Linked DNA regions of Mus musculus: regions 2 and 3 are each linked to region 1. Evidence: chromatin contacts called from public HiChIP or PLAC-seq and promoter capture Hi-C data. All regions are on one chromosome and are shown on one strand. Each heading gives the region's core, a stretch centred on a gene start, on an enhancer-like site or on the middle of the called end of the contact. The rest is flanking DNA. Distances are from core to core; before and after follow the strand shown.

Region 1 (2,700 bases), core at 24-2,523:
CCAGGCTAGTTGAAAGCAGAGTTCTCTGCTTCTAGAGAACTGGGACTAAAGTTCTGTGCCACTCTGACTGGTTTTTGTTTGTTTGTTTGTTTGTTTGTTTGTTTTGTTTTGTTTTGTTTTGAGAGAGAGAGAGAGAGAGAGAGAGAGAGAGAGAGAGAGAGAGAGAGAAAGAATTATGTTTGTGGAAAGAAAGGATGAGTGTAGACAGCATTAACATCTAGAGTTTATTTATCTGGCAGGTAGCCTCTCAGTACCATGATCTAGACAATGTAGATTGTGTTTCAGGCTGGGGATTTTATAGCTAAGGATGGGGAAGGGAGAAGAAGGTTTCATAGGGGCAGAATGGGGGTTAGCTGTTTTCCTTAGACAAGGTCTTTTTCTATCACCAGATATCTGGGGTCAGGCAGCTGCTTTTCTTCTGCAATCCCCAAAGAGCTGGCTTTCTGGAACTATGAGCTCAGTTTACGGCCTGGGATTTTTGTTTTGGTGGTGGTACAATGTAGGGGTAAGAAAAACAAGGGCTGGAGAGATGGCTCAGCGGTTAAGAACGCTGACTGTTCTTTCACAGGTCCTGAGTTCAAATCCCAGCAACCACATCATGACTCAACCATCTGTAATGAGATCTGACGCCCTCTTCTGGTGCTGTCTGAACAGCTACAGTGTACTAAGATGTAATAATAAATAAATCTTGCCAGGCCTGGTGGTGTACGCCTTTAATCCCAGCACTTGGGAGGCAGAGGCAGACGGATTTCTGAGTTCGAGGCCAGCCTGGTCTACAGAGTGAGTTCCAGGACAGCTAGGGCTTCACAGAGAAACCCTGTCTCGAAAACCAAAAATAAATAAATCTTTTTAAAAAGGGGGGCTGGGCGTGGTGGTGGACGCTTTTAATCACAGCACTCACACCTTCAATCACATGGAGGAAGAGGCAGGCAGATCTCTTGAGGACAGCCTGGTCACAGATGGAGTTGTTCCATGACAGCAGGGCTACCCAGAGAAACCCTGTCTCGAAATGATACAACCAAACAAAAGAGTCAGGGCTTCTAAGCTAGGCAGGCAAGGACACTTTAAAAAGCTGGGGCACATACACGCGCAATTAACGTGCGGATGCCAGCTAAAAGTGGCAGTATCCACTGTGGCCCTTAACTCATCTCACGTGACTGGGCGGGAACCGCCGCTTAGCCCACTCCCCCTTTGGACACGCCTACTTTACGACTGCCCAATGAACCTGAGTCTAGGTACGCCCAATAGCCGGTCGACAGCGTCCTTATAAACCAACCATCATCCTTTCCTCTGTTGAGTGATAAGCCAGCTATCCAGTGAGCGAGACTCGAGTTGGGCTCCAGGCAGGAAGCACTGTAGCGCGCGTCCAGGGTCGCGGCGTAGAACCGGACGGGTGGCTCTCTTTGCAGCTCGCGGAGGCGAACCGGGCGGCAGGTAAGTGGCGGGTCCCGAGGCCGGGGCCGCGGTGCGGGGCTGTGGGTTCGCCGAAAGGGAAGCTGCGGGGCGCGGTGCAGCGGGAGGAGTGGGCGCACAGCAGCGGGACGGTTAGGCACCTCGAGCCGGCGGCCGTTGGGCTCCATTGAGCATGCGCCAGGGGCGGGCCAGCCGTTAGTAGGTCGGCTTCCGGGGACGGTGATGGGAATGGCGGCTCTCGGAGGCCCCATGTGTACCGTGGTGGGATTGAGGGACCGGGCGGATCCACACTGCGTTTTCGGTCACGGCGAGAGGACTCAGGCTATCTGGGCAGACGTCCCGAGTCTGCAGTCACCGGCTTCCCGTCTTGTTCCGCCGCTCGCCCAGGAGATTCTTCTCCAGACTCTGATGCGGAAGGCCAGTGTCGCGCCTCTTAGGAACGTGGCCATTCACTCGGCGTCGCTTTCCCGGTGTGAGGCCGGTTCAGCCCGTTGCCTCTGGTCTGCCTGGACCTATAGTTGAAACTTTAGGTCTGTGACAGTCTGGGTTCACTTGTTTCATTTTCCTGGTTGAAGCAAGGCCTGACGTATTGGGGGTGGGGGGCCATACGCTCCGAGTTGCGCCTCAACTAGTTCCCGGAACCTTTTGTGTGCCTAGATTCTTGAGACAGGATCTCTTTACATAATCCTGGTCGTCCTTGAACTCTCTCTCTGAAGACCAGGTCGGGCTCGAACTCACTGAGGTCCACTTGGCTCAGTCCCCGGAGGTCTGGTATTAAAGGCGTGTCCCACTAAGCCCGGCTTCACATTTATCCTTTCACCAGCACAATAAATGTTTTTAAAGCAGTACTGCCTAAAGACAGAGTACACATATGAGAGGCCAGAAGATAGGTTCTCCTGAAATCGAGGTTGTTCTTGAAGTTTTTTATTTAGGTGTAAATATTTGAATGACTACCTGTGTGCAGGTGCTCTAGGAGGCCGGAAGTACTGACCCTGGAGTTAGAAGGATGTAAACTGAGAAACCTAACTCAGGTCGTGTGAAAGCATCATTAATTCTTAAGCCACATTGGCCACCTTGCCTAGCCAGTCTTAGAACTTAAAAGTTTTTTGGTTGTTGTTGAAACAAGATCTCACTGTGTAGCCCAGGCTAGCCTGGAACTAGAGATCTGTCTGTCCCTGTCTCAGGCATTTTTTAGAATTCATTTTTAATATATTCTAGCATTTGGGAAGTGGAGGCAGGAGGATCTGGAATTCGAGGCTAGTCTGGGCTACACACAAGTTTGAGGGC
Region 2 (2,802 bases), core at 238-2,737, 530 kb after region 1:
TCATACCATCTGCAATTCCAGATCAGATGCCATCTTCTGGCCTCTGTGGGCATATGCACTCAGGTGCACACACCACACATAATTAAAACATTATTTTGGAGGCTAGAACATCACTCAGCCGTTAAAAGCTCTATCTATCTATCTATCTATCTATCTATCTATCTATCTATCTATCTATCTATCTATCTATCTATCTATCTATCTATCTATCTGCTGTGGTGGACCTTGCTCTATAGACCAAGCTGGCCTTGAACTCAGAGATCTGCCTGCCTCTGCCTCTAGAGTGCTGGGATTAAAGGTCTGGGCTATCACAAAGTTTGGAGCTAAGACAAAAGGATGGACTATCCAGAGACTACCCCACCCGGGGATCCATCCCATAATCAGCCACCAAACCCAGACATTATTGCATATGCCAGAAAGGTTTTGCTGAAGGGACCCTGTAATAGCTGTCTTGTATGAGGCTATGCCAGTGCCTGGCAAATACAGAAGTGGATGCTCACAATCATCTATAAGATGGAACACAGGGCCCCCAATGGAGAAGCTAGAGAAAGCACCCAAGGAGCTGAAGGAGTCTACAACCTTATAGGTGGACCAGCAATATGAACTAACCAGTACCCCCAGAGCTTGTATCTCTAGCTGCATATGTAGCAGAAGATGGCCTAGTCGGCCATCACTGGGAAGAGAGACCCCTTGGTATTGCAAACTTTATATGCCCCAGTACAGCGGAATGCCAGGGCCAAGAAGTGGGAGTGGGTGGGTAGGGGAGCAGGGCGGGGGGAGGGTATAGGGAACTTTCGGGATAACATTTGAAATGTATATAAAGAAAATATCTAATAAAAAAAAAGTCTGGGCTATCACACCCGCCTGACTAAGACCAGGGTTCAGTTCCCAGCACACACATGATGGCTCAAAACCCGTTAATAACTCTAGTTCTAGGGTTTTGGGCATCCTTTTCTAATCTCGTCGGGTACAAGGCACAGACACTTGTGCCACACTCGCGCGCACACTCAGGCTAAATATTCATACACAATAAACAACAACTCGAGGCTATCTGCTGGCAGTCCCTAACGCGCATCTGAAGCGCTCAGAAGCTAAGGGCGGGCCAGGATTCATCCAACTAGCGGAGGACAAAGCCTTGCAGTTGGGAACCCTCTCGGCTGTCCGTCCGTCATCCCGGATCACTTGCATCGCTTCACTCACCTTCTTCAACTTCTGCTGCTGAACAACGCGCGCCTTCTTGGGAGCGATGACTCGACCTGGGGGAGAGACACCAGCCGGTGAGCCTCGGCGGGCCACCTCAAGTCCGCCATCCTCTCTCCCTGCTCCCCACCTCATTCCTTACCGCCTTTCCGAGGCCCGCGGCTCCGCTCCGCCGCGGCAGCCTTGCTTTTAGGTTTCTGCGCCTGGAACTTGCGTTGTCCCTGCGCCATGTTCTACCGCAACCCGGAAGAGGCGGGGCCACGTGCAGAAAAGCGGAAGTCGAAGACGTCATTGGCTACAGTGGGACGCAAAGTCTCAAGGCCTCACCCGACACAGAGCGGCGCACTTAAAGGAACCGCTGTCTAAAAAGTTGGAAGGAAAATTAATTACCATTTTCAGGGGTGGGACCACATTTGTGTATTGTAAAACATGCGCGTTTTAAAAAAATGATTTATTTATTTCATTTATATGAGTACACTGTAGTCTGTCTTCAGACACTCTAGAAGAGGGCATCGGATTCCATTACAGATGTTTGTGAGCCACTATGTGGTTGCTGGGAATTGAACTCAGGACCTCTCCAAGCACAAGCAGTCAGTGCTCTTTTTTATACATAAAACTTCAAATAAAGCTTGGAGTCTGGTAAACGAGGAGCTCGTTTTTGGAGGAAAATTAAAGGAGTGTCAAAAACGTTCAGTAATCATTGGTGATGTGACTTGGTGGGTAAAGATGCTTGCTGCCATGCTTATTTGAGTTTGATCCTGGGTGGTGGCACAGGCATTTAATATCAGCACTTGGGAGGCAGCGAACTGACTCCCATAGATCACTTCCACCAGAATAAACCAGAATAAAGATATCACTAAAAAAAAAAAATCCCTCACATTAATGCATTAATTTTACAGCTGTGCTGGGGACAGAGAGCAGCCTCATATTTTCAGCACAAGAGTTGCCACAGCTATAGACACAGCCCCAACTGTGTTCTTTTTAATTTTAAAAGATTTAAAATATGCACCTGGTGGCTGGGAACATGGCTCAGGGGTAAAGTGCATATTGTTTATGTATGAGAACCTGAGTGGTATCCCCACCATTCGCTGGTGCACACACCTGCTATCCCAGTGCTAAGTTGGCTGAAGCGGGAGGACCCCTGGAGTCTAGCCTGATAGCTGAATTCCAGGTTCACAGACTCTCAAGAATAAAGCAAAGCAGGTTGTAGGGGCTCACACTTTTGACCTTTTGCTCAAGAGGCAGAGGTAGGTGGATCTTTGTGAGTTCTAGGGTAGCCTGGTCCATAGAGCAAGTCCAAGGGCAGCCAGAGCTACAAAGAGACTGCCTTAAAACACAAATATTTATCTTGATTACTGAACTTTGGTGTCTTCTTTTATAGGACTTGTTCTAGCACAGAGGTTTAGTTCCTGGGTCCCAGCTCCCATATGGCAGCTCACAACCACTTGTAATTCCAGTTCCAGGAGATCTGGTACCCTTTTCTGGTCTGGGAGAGCACCAGGGGTTTGCATGTAAAACACTCACACATAAATAAAAGTAAATAGCCAGTAGTGGTGCATGCATTTAATCCCAGCACTTGGGAGACAGAGGCAGGAGGATCTC
Region 3 (2,700 bases), core at 72-2,571, 560 kb after region 1:
GTGTGTGTGTGTGTGGAACCAGGAGGGTACACACTGAGTTCGAGACCAGTATGGTCCACAAAGCCAAGTTCCAAGCTAGCCAGAACCAGACAGGAAGACCCTGTCTCAAAAAGCAAAATCAAAACAAACAAAAATTAAAAACAGAGGGAAATGGGAGCGGGAGTGACTCTGGGGTTTGCTATAATGAAAAAGTGTATGGGCTGGTAGTGTGGACACCCAGCTTGAAGTGCTATGTGCTTGGGGTCTGCTTTACAATGTTGAACATGTTTGTTTTGGAGACATGCCTTTCTGTGTAATCCCGGCTGGCCTAGTACTCCAGATCTTCCAGCCTCAGCTTCTGAAGTCTTAAATGGCTAATCACCACAGGTAGTATCACAGCCAGATTACACCCAGTCTGCTCAGGTGGATGCACAGGGGCTCTTCTGTGCCAAGGGTCATTCCTGACCTCAAATGCCACAGCAGACCACAGCTTGGGCATCAATCTCCTCTCTGCTGCTTCCTAGCTGCCTGACTCTGGGCCAGGGGCTACCTGGATCCCAGTTTCTCCATTTGGGGAAAAAAAAAAGTTTTCTAAAGGATTCAGCCGCTGAGACTGCCTTTGGGAGTCATGACAGGTGTTAAGTATTGAGAAGAACAGGCATGGGACAAAGAAAAGTGACAATTTCAAATTTCTCCTACTTACTAACAACTATAAAAAATATTTTTGTTATGTGTATGTGTGTGCAGAAGTGAGTTCAGGTGACCGGAAAGGGTAGAGGGTTGGATTCTCTGGAGATACAGGCAGCTGTGAGCTCTGGGAACTGAACCCTGGTCCTCTGCTAGAGAGCAGGTCAAGTTCTTAACCGCGGAGCCACCTCGCCAGCCCCTTACAAATTACATTTATTTGTTCTGCGTGTGTTGGCAGAGTGTGCAACGAAGTGAGAATGTAGATCAGAGAACAGCCTACAAGAATCGATTCTTTCAACATGCTCAGGGGTCGAACTCTCATGTTGTCAGGTTTGGCCACAAGCGCCACTACCAGCTAAGCCACCTTGCCGGCCCCCAAGCTACTGTTCCCAAGCACTATGTTTCAATTCAGGCTAGGAGGGCTCATCTTCAGCATGAAGACGCCTAGAGGTGCCATTGGCCTAAAACGGAGGCTGGGCCCTGGGAACCCGCTCGCGTCCGCAGATACAGCATCTCCCGTGCCAGGACGCAGTGGTGGGATTGAGGACCTGCCACCCCCGTTGCCGTCGCGGACCGGTCCTCACCCCGTACCTACCTGCCCTCTCCCTGACGTCACGCCTCCACCAGCCCGGAAGCACACCCGGAGCCAGGAACCCGCAGAGCGCCCGCCTCTGCGGCCCAAAAGCGCCTGCGCAAGCTGGAGCGAGGCACTTTCGTCATCTTGATTGGCTGAGGCTATTGCAGACTGACCAATTCAGGCCTGTCTAGCCGTTAGAAGCCCCGCCCACCGGGAGTGGTCCAATTGGAGATGGCTTCCTCCCGGAAGATCTACTTTGGCACCGCCCAGCCCTCCCTGGCGGTTGCGTTTTCGAAGGAGCTGATTCGTCATTTTTAAGCTTTGATTTGACTGACGTTTGAGACCGGTTTTCTTGTATCCCAGTTTGACCCTGCATCTCATTATATTGCTGAAGATGACTCTGAATTTCTGACTCGCCTTGTGATATCCAAGTAGTGGGATTACCAATACAGCCCAGGCTATTTATTTATGGATTTTAAAAAATTATGTTTATGACCAGACGTGGTGGCCAACACCTTTAATCCCAACACTCTGGAGGCAGAGGCAGGTAGTCTACATAATCAAAGGCCTGTCAGGAGTACACTGTCTCAAAAAAATACATATGTATGTGTGTGGGTGAGTGCTAGTGTGCCACGACTGAGGGAAGTAGAGTCAGAGGGATATTTGTAGGTCTCTGGGCAAGTATGTGGTGCATACATATATGCAGCCAAAACACCTGTTCAGGTAAATAAATCTTAAAAGTACAAAGCAATGCCGGACGTGGTGGCTCACGCCTTTAATCCCAGCACTTGGGAGGCAGAGGCAGGTGGATTTCTGAGTTCGAGGCCAGCCTGATCTACAAAGTGAGTTCCAGGACAGTCAGGGCTATACAGAGAAACCCTGTCTCAAAAAACAAAACAAAACAAAAACCCAAAACAAAAAGTACAAAGCAAAGCCGGGGGACGGTGGCACACGCCTTTAATCGCAGCACTAGAGAGGCAGAGGCAGGTGGATCTCTGAATCTACAGAGTGAGTTCCAGGACAGCCAGGGCTACAGAGAGAAACCCTGACTCGAAAAAAATCTGCCCCCCCACCCCCACCAAAAAAGTAGAAAGCAGAAAAAAAGAGGTTTATTCAATGGTGGCACTTTAGAAAGCGATTCGGGGAAGGGACACTCTTAAGTTCTGGTGTGAGATCATGGTTTAAAGGTACAAGGATCTCACATCTAAGCAGTCTTGGTCAAGGTGTGGTCCCGCCCACCATTGACCCACCATTGTCTGGGCTTCAGTCTCATCCTGTAAGTTGGTCTGCAAAACCTAGAACTGGGTGAAATCTCTTTCCAGAAGACTTTCTCTTCCCCCTCTGGCTGGCGCCCTTTCTTTTGCCCACCATGAGATTCCTGGGGAAATTCCCATTTCTTTGGAGTTCATTATTTTATGGTCTGATAGATTGAGAGATGTGGGGACGAGTCTCTCTAG

The links. HiChIP or PLAC-seq counts read pairs in DNA pulled down with a chosen protein or histone mark. Capture Hi-C pulls out chosen DNA fragments and counts their contacts.
Region 2: a contact with region 1 is called in a promoter capture Hi-C map of adipose tissue, with 2.5 times the contacts expected there. The contact joins the promoter of D8Ertd738e here to the promoter of Ddx39a in region 1. A contact is called at or near these places in 5 of 39 promoter capture datasets (the C10 cell line, cranial neural crest, erythroid cells and 2 more), 1 of 484 Hi-C or Micro-C datasets (CD4 T cells), 2 of 115 datasets of contacts at active chromatin or transcription factors (pro-B cells and stem cell-derived neural progenitor cells) and 1 of 9 other capture datasets (adipose tissue).
Region 3: an H3K4me3 HiChIP or PLAC-seq map of pro-B cells shows a contact between it and region 1, with 2.9 times the contacts expected there. The contact joins the promoter of Ccdc130 here to the promoter of Ddx39a in region 1. A contact is called at or near these places in 3 of 39 promoter capture datasets (cranial neural crest, erythroid cells and liver), 5 of 115 datasets of contacts at active chromatin or transcription factors (bone marrow-derived macrophages, embryonic stem cells, large pre-B cells and 2 more) and 1 of 9 other capture datasets (liver).

What each region holds. Positions count from the first base shown.
Region 1 is chr8:83,713,904-83,716,603 of GRCm38.p6, forward strand. It overlaps Ddx39a (DEAD box helicase 39a), which reads left to right and starts at 1,274. Exons shown (of 11, transcript NM_197982.3): 1 at 1,274-1,434.
Region 2 is chr8:84,248,274-84,251,075 of GRCm38.p6, forward strand. D8Ertd738e (DNA segment, Chr 8, ERATO Doi 738, expressed) reads right to left here and starts at 1,488. Exons shown (of 3, transcript NM_001007571.2): 1 at 1,343-1,488; 2 at 1,201-1,256. The coding sequence starts at 1,430. Mri1 (methylthioribose-1-phosphate isomerase 1) reads right to left here. Exons shown (of 5, transcript NM_026423.4): 5 at 2,303-2,802.
Region 3 is chr8:84,269,081-84,271,780 of GRCm38.p6, forward strand. It overlaps Ccdc130 (coiled-coil domain containing 130), which reads right to left and starts at 1,322. Exons shown (of 10, transcript NM_026350.3): 1 at 1,262-1,322.